Regions from separate parts of the Mus musculus genome. Here regions 1 and 2 are each linked to region 3. Evidence: chromatin contacts called from public HiChIP or PLAC-seq and promoter capture Hi-C data. All regions are on one chromosome and are shown on one strand. The core of a region is the stretch at or near the end of the contact, and the rest is flanking DNA. Distances in the headings are between cores, read along the strand shown.

What was found. HiChIP or PLAC-seq counts read pairs in DNA pulled down with a chosen protein or histone mark. Capture Hi-C pulls out chosen DNA fragments and counts their contacts.
Region 1: a contact with region 3 is called in an H3K27ac HiChIP or PLAC-seq map of embryonic stem cells, with 2.1 times the contacts expected there. The contact joins the promoter of Platr4 here to the promoter of Larp1b in region 3. A contact is called at or near these places in 1 of 39 promoter capture datasets (liver) and 2 of 115 datasets of contacts at active chromatin or transcription factors (embryonic stem cells and pancreatic cancer cells).
Region 2: a contact with region 3 is called in a promoter capture Hi-C map of adipose tissue, with 4 times the contacts expected there. The contact joins the promoter of D3Ertd751e here to the promoter of Larp1b in region 3. A contact is called at or near these places in 4 of 39 promoter capture datasets (the 3T3-L1 cell line, embryonic stem cells, hippocampal neurons and 1 more), 20 of 484 Hi-C or Micro-C datasets (the Ba/F3 cell line, CD4 T cells, LSK cells and 14 more), 4 of 115 datasets of contacts at active chromatin or transcription factors (astrocytes, bone marrow-derived macrophages, cardiomyocytes and 1 more) and 2 of 9 other capture datasets (adipose tissue and liver).

The regions. Positions count from the first base shown.
Region 1 is chr3:41,491,502-41,495,205 of GRCm38.p6, reverse strand. It overlaps Platr4 (pluripotency associated transcript 4), which reads left to right and starts at 2,007. Exons shown (of 2, transcript NR_040385.1): 1 at 2,007-2,118.
Region 2 is chr3:41,740,087-41,743,932 of GRCm38.p6, reverse strand. D3Ertd751e (DNA segment, Chr 3, ERATO Doi 751, expressed) reads right to left here and starts at 1,315. Exons shown (of 6, transcript NM_001099785.1): 1 at 1,244-1,315. It overlaps Sclt1 (sodium channel and clathrin linker 1), which reads left to right and starts at 1,419. Exons shown (of 21, transcript NM_001081411.1): 1 at 1,419-1,938. The coding sequence starts at 1,905.
Region 3 is chr3:40,948,517-40,952,636 of GRCm38.p6, reverse strand. Larp1b (La ribonucleoprotein domain family, member 1B) reads right to left here and starts at 1,987. Exons shown (of 10, transcript NM_001040399.2): 1 at 1,953-1,987.

The DNA of each region.
Region 1 (3,704 bases), core at 758-3,257, 540 kb before region 3:
CTCCCAGGGCCAAGCATATGCAAACCATTACACTAAGTAATAGATTTTTACTAAACAGCTAGGTTATTTGTAAGTAAAATAAAGCATAAAAACATGTAGAAGAAGAAGAAGAAGAAGAAGAAGAAGAAGAAGAAGAAGAAGGAGGAGGAGGAGGAGGAGGAGGAGGAGGAGGAGGAGGAGGTGGGGGGGGAGGAGAGAGGGAGGGGGAGGGGGAGGGAAGGGGAGAATATGTAAAGAAGACTATATACATAGTCTTTAGTCTTTTGAGGCAGTCTTATATAACCCAGGCTTGCCTTAAACTCACTGTGCACTCAATAGTAACTTTGAACTCCTGATCCTTCAGACTCCACTGCTTAAATGCTCTGATTACCAGCATGAGCCACCGTGCTAGCTTTTTATTTTCATACGGCACCGAGAGAATACTTTTAGTTGGCTATGTTAATAAACATATTCTTTTGCCACATGAGAAAGCTGTACTGTGAAAAGCGCGTACCTGTAAACATCGTCAGATGGCACACGGTCCTACCATCCACTAGCCTGCCGCAGAAGGCTGCTCTGTAACAAACAACTCACAACTTCCACTACTTCGTATTTTACTGTGAAAAACTAAAATCAACACATATAAATAAAAACACTAGAAAAAAATGAAGGTGAAGAGAAATAACGTCACAGAAAAATCATTCAAAGAATGCAGGATTTATTTCTGTTAAAGAGGCAAGAGAATGATTTTTTTCCTAAATTGAAATGGCCAATTGTTCCACAAGAAGAAAGAGAAGTGTAAGACAGGACCTGAATGTGTATTTTCATGGGCTCAAAGAAGGTGACTGAGATTGAATGGATTTATTTATAACGTTTTATTTATTTTATTTTATTTTTCATTTATTTTATTATTATATATTTTCTTTATTTACATTTAAAATGTTATTCCCTTTCCTCATTTCCCCTCTGAAAACCCCCTATTCTATCCCCCCTCACTGCTCACCAACCCACCTACTCCAGCTTCCTTGTCCTGGCATTCCCCTACACTGGGACATGGAGCCTTCACAGGACCAAGGACCTCTCCTCTCATTGATGTCACATAAGGTTTTTTTTTAATCTATCTATCTATCTATCTATCTATCTATCTATCTATCTATCTATCTATCTATCTATCTATCTATCTATCTAATGTTTTTTTCGAGACAGAGTTTCTCTGTGTAGTCCCGGAAATCCGCCTGCCTCTGCCTCCCAAGTGCTGGGATTAAAGGGGTGCGCCACCACCGTCTAGCAAGGTTTTATTTTTAAAGGGAAAAATTTCACCAAACAATGGTGAAAATGCACCACAGAGGCACAGGGCTGTGAACAAAAGCAGAATTTGATTTTCTTTAAGTTGATGGCTTCTTAAGTCTTGCAGTGATAAAATGCTCGGACGGAAGCAACATGGAGGAGACAGGGTTTGTTCTAGCACACAGCTCTGGTGTGGAACTGTGTGGAGAAGCCACAGAGGCGGGAGTTTGCGATAACATTGTATCTGCAGTCAAGAGCGGACTGCACCGAAGGCTTGCTCACATGATTGAGGTCAGATTGCGTTCTCCACTCTTACACTACCCAGAATCCCCTTCCCAAGGACTAGTGCCACTGCAATGGGCAAGTTCCCCACCTCAATAAAGATAACCCTACATCATATTTTACAGGTAAGCATTGATATAAATATTTCAGAAATTACATGATAATCCATAGATAATTAATTTTCTCATTGCTCATTATATATTCACTTTCATACTACCAACCGTAATTTTAGTTTTGGAGTTGTTATGTTAAAATTGTGTGCATAGCTTGACACATGCCTGTTGGGAATTGGTTCTAATGCTTTGAATTAATTCAGTCCCCTAAATCGGGAATCTGCAGGGCCAAACCCTGAAGGTCCTTGTTCTCAATTGGCTTTTGGTCGATCAATATAGAACCAATAGCCAATGGCTGGGCAGGTAGACTGAGGCGGGACTTGGAGGCAAGCCGGGAGAGAGGGAGGAGAAAGAGATCGCCATGATGGGGAAGAAGGAAGAGGAGACCTAAAGGCCAGCTGACATGTGAGAATCAGGGAAAGTGGCCACACGGGCCACTTCCACAGCTGTGTTTGAGGTAGCAGAGATAAAATAGAGATTTTAAAAGATGTTTACTCGGGAGTAACAGAGGGGATTGTTTGCTAGCTGCGGGAAGGATTAGAACTGCCCAGCCTTTGGGCTAGTAAAGGTGTATTAAAAGTAACTGGTGTGTGTGGGGAGGGTGGGGTGAAGCGAGCACATGTGACCATCCGGGAGCAACGTGGTTAGCCAAAGTACCGCTACACATGCCTGTTTGTGGTCCTAGAATTTGGAAAGGGGGAGGGAGCTTGAAAAGTTAGATATCAATGCTCTCTCTCTCTCTCTCTCTCTCTCTCTCTCTCTCTCTCTGTGTGTGTGTGTGTGTGTGTGTGTGTATAGAACCCGTTTTTAATCCCAGCACTCAAGAGGCAGAAGCAGAGGGAGGTGGTCTCTGAATTTGAGGCCAGCCTGGTTTACACAATATATTCCAGGTCAGCCAGAGCTACAAAAATCATCTTGAAAACCCTAAAGAGGTCTGGTGAGATGGCTTAGTGGTTGGGAGCACTGACTGCTCTTCCAGGGGTCCTGAGTTCAATTCCCACCAACCACATGGTGGCTTACTGTAATGGGATCCAGTGCCCTCTTCTGGGGTGTCTGAAGACGGCAACTGTGTACTCACATGCATACAAATACATAAATAAATAAATTGTTTAAAAAGTTGACTATATATAAAAAAAGGGGGGGGGAGAAATCCTAAGGAAAAAAGAAAAAAGAAAAGAAAAATTTGAGGTCAGTTTGAAAACCCTCTTAAAGAAGATTAGGGGAAAAAAAGTAAACAAAGGCTGGGGGTGTAGTTTGGTTGGTACAGTGCTGGCCAGCAGCCAGAATGTCCTGGATTCAGCTAATCTTTTGGTTGCCAAAACCAGGCATGGTGAAAGAGCTCTAGCCAGCAGCCATGGGTGTGGGAGGATCAGAAGTTCAAGGTCATTCGCAGACTTCGTGGAGAGTTTGAGGCTACTCTGGGCTTTAAGAGACCCTGACCCTGTCTCAAAATAAACAAAAGAGAAATATCAAAAAATAAAATATTTCAGAGAAATAACTAAGTTTCTTATAAAAATTAATTCATACATCTTATGCATATGAATATTTTGTATGTACGTCTATTTGTCACATTCTTGCTTGGTGCCCCAGAAGGCCAGAAGAGTTCATCAGATCCTCGGGATCTGGAGTTACAGATGGTTATGAGCCACCATGTGGGTGCTTGGAATTGAACTTGGGCCCTATGGAAGAACAGCCAGTACACTTAATCACTGAGCCATCTCCCCAGACCCCTAAATATCTTATTGCACAAACTCTCATTAAGTCTTTAAGCATGACCATGCTACAAGTTTTGCCTTCCACAGATAGTTACTGTTTTACTCTGATTATCTACTGCAATCTGCTCTGAGCAATACTCCACACACACACACACACACACACAAAAATAATAATAAATAAAATAACTGTCAGTGAGCTGGCAAGGCGGTATATGTCTGCATCGTCAGGACTCAGGAAGCAGTGGCAGGTACATGGCGAGTTTGGAGCTAGCTTGGACTATACACAGAGTTCTAGGCCAGCCTACGCTATAGCTCTAGAATGAACTCC
Region 2 (3,846 bases), core at 66-2,565, 790 kb before region 3:
TTTTTTTTTTGTTACGTTTATGGCCACTAAAAACCAGACCGGGTTGAATTTTCACTGATTCAAAGCTAAACTAACCCTTTGCATGGCTAGTGCCAACACATACATATTTAGCAGCGACTCTTTTTAGAGGAATGAGGGTAACACTGTTGATACTGTTTTATGAGTACAAGATTACTAAACGTCTTCAACGGTTAAACAAAAAGCCAAACTTCATCCAGGGCATACATGCCTTTTGTTTTGTTTTTGTGTGTGTCCACGTGGGGGAGTACGTCTATAGCTGTGTATGGACTGAGCTTGAGGCAGAGTATCAGTGGGATGTCATTCTCAAAGGCTGTTCACCTTTTTTAACCTACCTTTATTTTCACCAGATATTATCAAACAGGAAAAAAAAATCTTATTAACATGCCTGATTTTACTTTTTGCGACAATGACTTACTGACTCTGGAGTCACTTTCAAATTTGTCTAGGCTGCTGGATAGAGAGCACCCTTTTCCCTCATCCTGTCTGCTCCTCTCAAGCACTACTATTAAAGGCCATTTAATCTTTAAATTAAAGGGGATTTGCTTGGCTTTTTATGTGGGTGCTGGGGAATTCCAGGCAAGCACTTCATAACCAAGCTATCTCAGGCCCTGAGCATATTTAAAGAAACTGTATTTCAATGCATAAAAATATAATCAATTAAAAGCCTCAAAAGCCAATGATAAACTTCAAGTGAGCATTTTTTTATCGCTAATGTCTTTTGCCCCCAATATTTTGTGTATGTTTTATGTTTCAAGCTTTACAGCTCAAATACTCATAATATCACTTCGTAAAACTGTGAACGGTAGTTTATGCCCCAGTACAAATTTCATTTTATTTTTGCAGAATTTTATCTTTCCTTAAATCCGAAGAAACATCTCTGAAATACCTGCTAGATTTGCAGGCTATCCTGGATCCTGACCAGGTGCCTTCTTGAAGCCACAGGGTTAAATATTGGACAATAGTTCTCTTTTCTAGGCACAAGAACCAGTTTCAGACCTAGGAGCGACAGCTCTAAACTGGGGGGCGGGGTGAGGGGACCTTGAGTCACCTCAGCCCGAGGACTCACAGACCTCTCTGCACAGACTCCCACAGACGCTTAGTGTCTGCAAAACCAAGACTCGGGGGTGGGCAATGAAAATCCCTACCTAGTTAGTGCCTGCTCCTATCACAGTTTCCATACAAAAAAAAAAAAATTAATTAAATTAAAAATGCGCCACACTACCTCAGACAGACACTCGCTGCGCCACTGCGGAAGGCGCCAAGCAACCCACTCAGCCCCCAACGCGGCCTCAGGGACCCGCCCACCGCCTGACAGATAGCCAATCACCTGCCTGCGCCTGAGACGGCGCAATGACGCCTACCGACGCACGCGTGATGACGGACGCGGCGTCACCGTCTCCAAGGAACGGTCTGGGGCACCGCTTTCAAAGTCGCAGGGCGGGCCGAGTGGACTCCGCGGCCGCTCCTGCTTTCCCGCGGCCCTGGCGTCGCCCCTCAGCCGGCGGGGACGCTGCCGCCCAGCCAGGCGCGTCGCAGGGTCATCCTCCCGCGCGGTCTGACGGGAACTCGGCGCCCTCCGGCCGCGCGCGGCTCCGCGGCCCTTCTCGTCCGGCCGGGTCCGGCCGAGCGCGGAACGGAGTCTGAGGCGCGTCGCCTGGGTTCCGCGGAGCGGCGGGCCGGGCTGCGCCGCCGCGTGAGTGGGATGCTGATGTCTCCGCGCCAGGGCTCGGCTGCCCCTGCGACCCCTTAGCTTTTTGTTTGCCCTCACAGCGGGAGGCTGCTTTTTTGTTGTTGTTCGATTGCTTGCTTGTTTGAGAAATACCTTCTTTCCCCCCTGCGAGGAATCGATAAACGTGATGAAAACTCCAAACTAAAATATCGAAATGGCCACAGAAATCGACTTACTGAGAGACCAAAGTAAGCGCGCTCTGTTCCCTGATGGAAAATTCATCTGTAAGGTGCAGTGTCGCTATCGTTGACCTACTAATGTGTTGTGAATGCTGGTCGGGTCCCAGCGTGAAAAATGTTAAAAACTTAAAAAGAAGTGCTCTGCACAAAATGCTTGGTGATGTACATGAGGCTATGTATGTACTTAACGAAGCTGAGACGCTAGTAAATACTTGTAGAATATTCCTTGAGCGTGCACTGGAGTCGGCCAGGCACGAAATAGATTTGTAATGCAATGCGTCTGTTGTGCTCGAAGAAACTGGAGGGCTGATGGCCAGGAAGAGTTTCCAAGCCTGCAGGTTAGGACCTCCAGGCATTGCTCAGGTCGTTAGTTTAAAAGATGTTGACCTATGTTTCATTACGTGCCAGGTGCTATACATGTAGCTGATGTAAGGAGATTCTTGTTCTCCAAGCATGTAGCTGGCAGAAGGAGATACATAAATACCAAAAATACACTGAAGCAGCAGCAACTGCCGACTCGTTTGCATCAGATTCCAAGTAGTTGATGGAATTATTGAGCAAACATTGAAATAGCATCTACTAACATGGAGCTAAACAAATATTGACTATTATGCGGTTATTAAACTACTTCCAGAGGAGATGCCATTTGGACAGAATCTTGACATACCACTATGTGTTTACTGATAAGAAAGGTTTAGGTGTCCAAATTATTGGCAACATTGAGGAATTGGTAGTAATGCTTTGTTTAAAAACAAGACAGTTGCCTTGAACACTACATAGAGGTTTATAGAGGAGTACAGTTCGTTAGCTGCAGTTGTAATCATAGGTAAGAAGGATACCTATAGGACCTAAGGAAGATGTAGAGATTGAAGGCTGAGAGATTTGAAAGAGAAAGAGAGAAACTCAGGTATTTTCTTGAGCTACAGAGAAGGTTGGGGAAACATGCTGAACTCTACATTGAGACCAGAAGTAAGGACATACTCTTTAGATTTGTTTCTGTACATATATTGCCTAGCTCTCACATTTTACAAGTTTGATCTTGGTCAAAATTCTTAGCTTCTCTGTGCCTATGGTTAATACATGTTAAATGCTCTGCTCCCCCACCCCCATACACACTATTTATAGTGTTGTGGGATATATGCATACATATGTATACGTTCCATGTGTGTGTGTGTTGACATTACAATAGCATTATTTCTTAAGCAAATGAGTAGGAAAAACCTCCCTCACTCTATAAAGATGGATAGATCACAATCTGAGTGATCATCGTAAATGAGTTTTGCTTGGTGGAGAGACACCTGAATTTTAGAAGATGAGTTTTAGAAGAATAAAGCAACTGTAATTCTTAAATAAAAATTGAGTCCCAAATCTGAGCAAGCCCAAGTAAGAGAATTTATTTTAATTGAAAACTGAATTGTAAGTCAGTAAAACACAAGGGAGAATGGAAGAAGAGATTCCCACATAGAAGCATCAGAGCTCAAGGGCTTGAAAGGTCAGGAAATGGAAGCATGGAATTTTAAGGTTTGTATGAAGAGCTAAGAATGAGTGTTAGGAATCTGTGAGCTTTTTCTGTTACTAGAACTTGTATGCTAGTTAAAGATGGGGGTTGTCCCACTAGCCATACCACCTACCACTGTTGAGATAAAGATGACTCTCCATCCTTCCATTTGCCTCTCATACTCTCTACTGATTGATTGATTGATTGTTCATTTGTTTTTTTCAAGCATTGTTTCTCTGTTTAACAGTTCCGAGTGTTCTGGAACTAGATTTTTAGACTACACTGGCCTTGAACACTGCTCCTTCTGCCTCAAGAATGTTGAGATTAAAGGCGTGTGCCACCATACCCAGCCTTCTACATTGACTAAAGTGGATCTTAATTTCTTCTCACTGGATTAATTTGGTTTTTGTTTTTTTTGG
Region 3 (4,120 bases), core at 738-3,237:
AAAGTACTGGAATTAAAGGCCTGGCTTCTGATTTTCTGAGACCTTGGTCTTGAGTGTAATCCAGGCTGGCTTCAAGCTCATAATCCCCTTGTTGGAATTATAGGTATGGGCCACACTCCCAGTAAGTCACTGTATCCTTAATCTAAGGAGGACTGGAGATCCAAGGCACAAGTAGGTTAAACTGTCAAATATTTTTCCAAGTAATCTGCAATAAAATTCTTGGGGGGAGGGGCTAGAAAATCTGCACATACAGCTTGATGATAAAGCACTTGCCCAGCAAGCACAAAGCCCTAGGCTCATCCCCATGAGGGGGGAAAAGAATCTCCAGTTTCACTTTGAAACGTTTTAAAGTCTAGAAAACTGAGTTTATAAAAACTCGGAGCCAGGCGGTGGTGGCGCATGCCTTTAATCCCAGCACCCGGGAGGCAGAGGCAGGTGGATTTCTGAGTTCGAGGACAGCCTGGTCTACAAAGTGAGTTCCAGGACAGCCAAGGCTGTAAAGAGAAACCCTGTCTCCAAAAACCGAAAAGCAAACAAAACAAACAAACAAACAAAACAAAAACAAACACACAAAAAACTCGATTAATATTTCATAGTTCAATAAATATTATAATGCCTAGTACTCTGTGTAAATCTAGATATGGAGGGGTAACAGAGTGATCAACAGGTTTCTCTACGAAATTTTAAGAAGACTTGATATACCATGTTCTCTTCACTTATTTAGCAATGGTAGTAAACTGCTCTTTTCAGCAGGCCAGAATTGTACTAATACAAGATGGAGAGCAAAACTCAGTGCTTTTGTTTTGTTTTTCCTTAAGGTGTCAAAATTTAGTAAGAATTAATAAGGAGAGCAGAATGTCTATAATCCCAGTATCTTGAAGAAGACAGTGACGTGAGGATCAAGAATTCCACAACCCCCTGGGCTACACAAGTAGATAGTGTTTCAAAAAGCAAGCAAAATAACAAAAGCAAATAAGTTAGTGAGCATTTCTGCGTGCAAAACCTAAGAAACTAAATTGGTTCTGCGTGCAAAACCTAAGAAACTAAATTGGTTCAACATTTATCTCCCCCTACAGGAGAGATAAAACAATCACAATTGTACAGGATCCCTTCACCGCATTTGACCCTCACAACCCCATAAACATGCTCAAACTTCGGCTGTTCCACCAACTCTCCCCAGACCAGCGAAAACTTGCCAACAAAACAGCCGCAATTCCCACAGAAAAGTTCAGTTATTTTAGTGCAGTTTTATTAAAAAAAGAAAAAAAAAGAAAAAGGAGAGTTTTACTCAGCATTTCCATTCTAACTTTTTTCTTTTTGACTTCTCTTCGAACGCCTAATCCTCTACATCAATCGGCATACGCCACCAAATACAAGCCAGTCTTCATTTTACTTTCTAACTGCAGTTGCTGCAACCCAAATAAAGCCCCAAGGGCCATATTGCATGGGTCAGCATTCGAACGCAAAGGCACAACCCAATTGCTAACGCGCAGGCTACCGTGGGACCAGCTGTGCGATCCGGACTCTGAATCAACTGTCCTGTGTCAGGCATTCTGAAACACAACCACACAACCGCAAAAACACCTAATACCAGCTGCCTTCACAGCCACATCTACCTAGCAGCTTTTCGAGACTTTCGTTTCACCACCTCACTTCAGGAGCCAGCCCAATCGGACTTCCACTTACAAATCCGCTCGTCCCGACTCGCCTCTACTCTGTGTCAAGTTCCCGGAAACTTTTCCACGGTATTCACCGCGTCTAGGACGCCGACACGTGAAGGCACGAGCCCAGCACAGCCCCGCTGCCCAGTCACCCACGTCGTGCCCCTACCCGTCAAGGAGAACCTGAGGTCCCACCTCTTCCTGTCGCTCCCTCTCCTAGATGTCCATTTATGTAAATCGGCACGGTGAATGACACCTAGGAACCAAACACCTCCCGCGGACCGCACTCACCGGCCTCCGGGGAGTCCTGAGCGGGCGACGGCACGCCGGTGCCCACGGTGGACAGGTGCTGCGGCAGCTTCTTGGTCCACGGGTTCCCCTTTGGCGGCGGCGGCGGCGGCTTGTCCTCCGGGCCGGCTGCCGCTGGGTCCTCGCGGGCGTCCTCCGGTGGGTCCCGCGGTGCTGGCGGCGGCAGCGGCGGCGGTGGTGGTGGCGGCGGCGGAGGCGGCGGCGGCAGCGGCGGAGCCTCCCCGCCGAAGGGACCCCCGGGCGCACGCGCCTTGTGCGCCAGGTGCAGCGCCAGCGGCCTCACGGGCACGGCCGCTTGCGGCACGCTGTGTCCCAGCACGAGCGCCGGCGACGGCTCTCCCCGCGCACCCGCGCTGGTGGCGGCCGCGGCCCGCTCCTCCCTCGCCTCCTTGCCCTCCCGCTCGCCGGGCGCCGGCTGCTCCGCCCGCCGGCTCGTCGCTGCCAACAGCGCGTCCCGGTCTCCGGCCACGGCGGGCGGGTCCTCCCGGGTGGCAGCGGCGGGCACCGGGGCGCGAGCGGACATGGCCGGCCCCTGGCCCCAGCCTCCTGCCCAGCCGGGGGCCGTCCGGGTCCAGGGAGCCCGGCCGCCCCTCTCTCCACACGGGGGCACCGACCCGCTTCGGTCCTGGGACGCGGAACCCGCCCGCCGAGGCGTGCAGCGCCCGGCGTGCCCGTCCTCCCCGCCCGCCGAGCGGAGCGCTAACCGCCCGCCGCCTGGCCTCGTCGCAGCGCACGGCCGGAGCTCGCCACTCGCGCCGGGCGCGCCCGAGCCGCGAGCCCTCAGCGGGCGCGGGCGACAACGCGGCGCTCCAGCCAGTCTGAAGGATCTCTGGCGAGCTGCGGAGGCGCGCGCGGCCTGAGCCGGTAACTGTCCCTGAGGGCGGGGCATGCAGAGGGCGAGGCAGCCAGGGGCGGGGCGTGCAGAGGGCGAGGAAGGCTACTGGGCGGGGCGTACAGAGGGCGAGGAGGGCCAATGGGCGGGGTGGCCAGGTAGGCGGGGCGTTTATAGGCTGAGGCGGGCCGATGGGCTGGGCGTGCGGAGGCGGAGGCGTCCAAGAGGCGGGGCGCGCAAGGGGAAAGGCGTGCCAGTGGGCGGGGCGTGATGTAGGCAAGAGCCAAGATAATCAGCGTTCAGTAGGCCAGGTGCCCAAGGACCAGGGCGAGGGCCAGTCAGGGTGAGGGGCGGGGCGGGTAGAGGGCGAGGCAGGTTAGGGGGCGGGCACCCTGGAAAGTGACGTGGCCACTTGCGGGCATTCCCTAAACGCTGCGGGCGACCGCGGCCTGTGGAGTCTTCCCGAATGCGGCGGGCATGGTTTGATGAGAGCCCCGCCCTAGCGGATCGCGAGGATGAACCTGCTACGCTTGGGGAGCATCTTACGTCTGTGACCCAGGGACTAGGAGGACAATCTTCAGGAACCAGGAGGACCAGAAAGTCCATTTGCGCTAAGGTGAAACGCTTCAGGCTTTTCACGAGGGCGGGTCCTCAGGACCCAGGAAAAGTTTCCCAGTAACGATGTGGGCTCCAATAGGCACTCCTGATCCGGAGCCAAGTTCAAGTGAAGACCCAGCCTCGACATTACAAGAAGTGCACTTGTCGGTCCTGATTCTAACCTACAGACAACGAAATGATTCTTTAGTGCTCTTGAGTAAAACGAACACTAGACATTTCGCCACCTTTTTCATTTTTCATTTTTTTTCAGTGGGTTTTGATGTTTTCATCAAACTAAGTCTCCTGTAGCACAAGTTGACCTCGATCTCGAGGCTGGCCGTGAGCCTACCATTCTAGTCCAGGTTGCCCTGGAAGCCATCGATTTAGACCAGTCTGGTTCTGAACTCAAAGGAATGCACCTGCCTTAGCTTTTGAAATGGGATGACCAACAGGCATGCGTGCTACCCACCAGCTAGTCTTGAACTTTTTTTTTTTTTTAAGATTCTTTTAGAGTCCCTAAGGCTAGTATTAAAGCATAAGGACCACACCCAGTTGGCTTTGTACATTCACTCTGTCTAGATTTCTTTTTTTAGATCCGCCTGCCTCTGCCTCCCAAATGCTGTGATTAAAGAAGCGCACTGCCCAGCATGAATTGTTCTATTTTTAATCACAAGAATGCGAGTACGTGTGTGTGCGTTTGTGCACACACACAAGTGTGCAG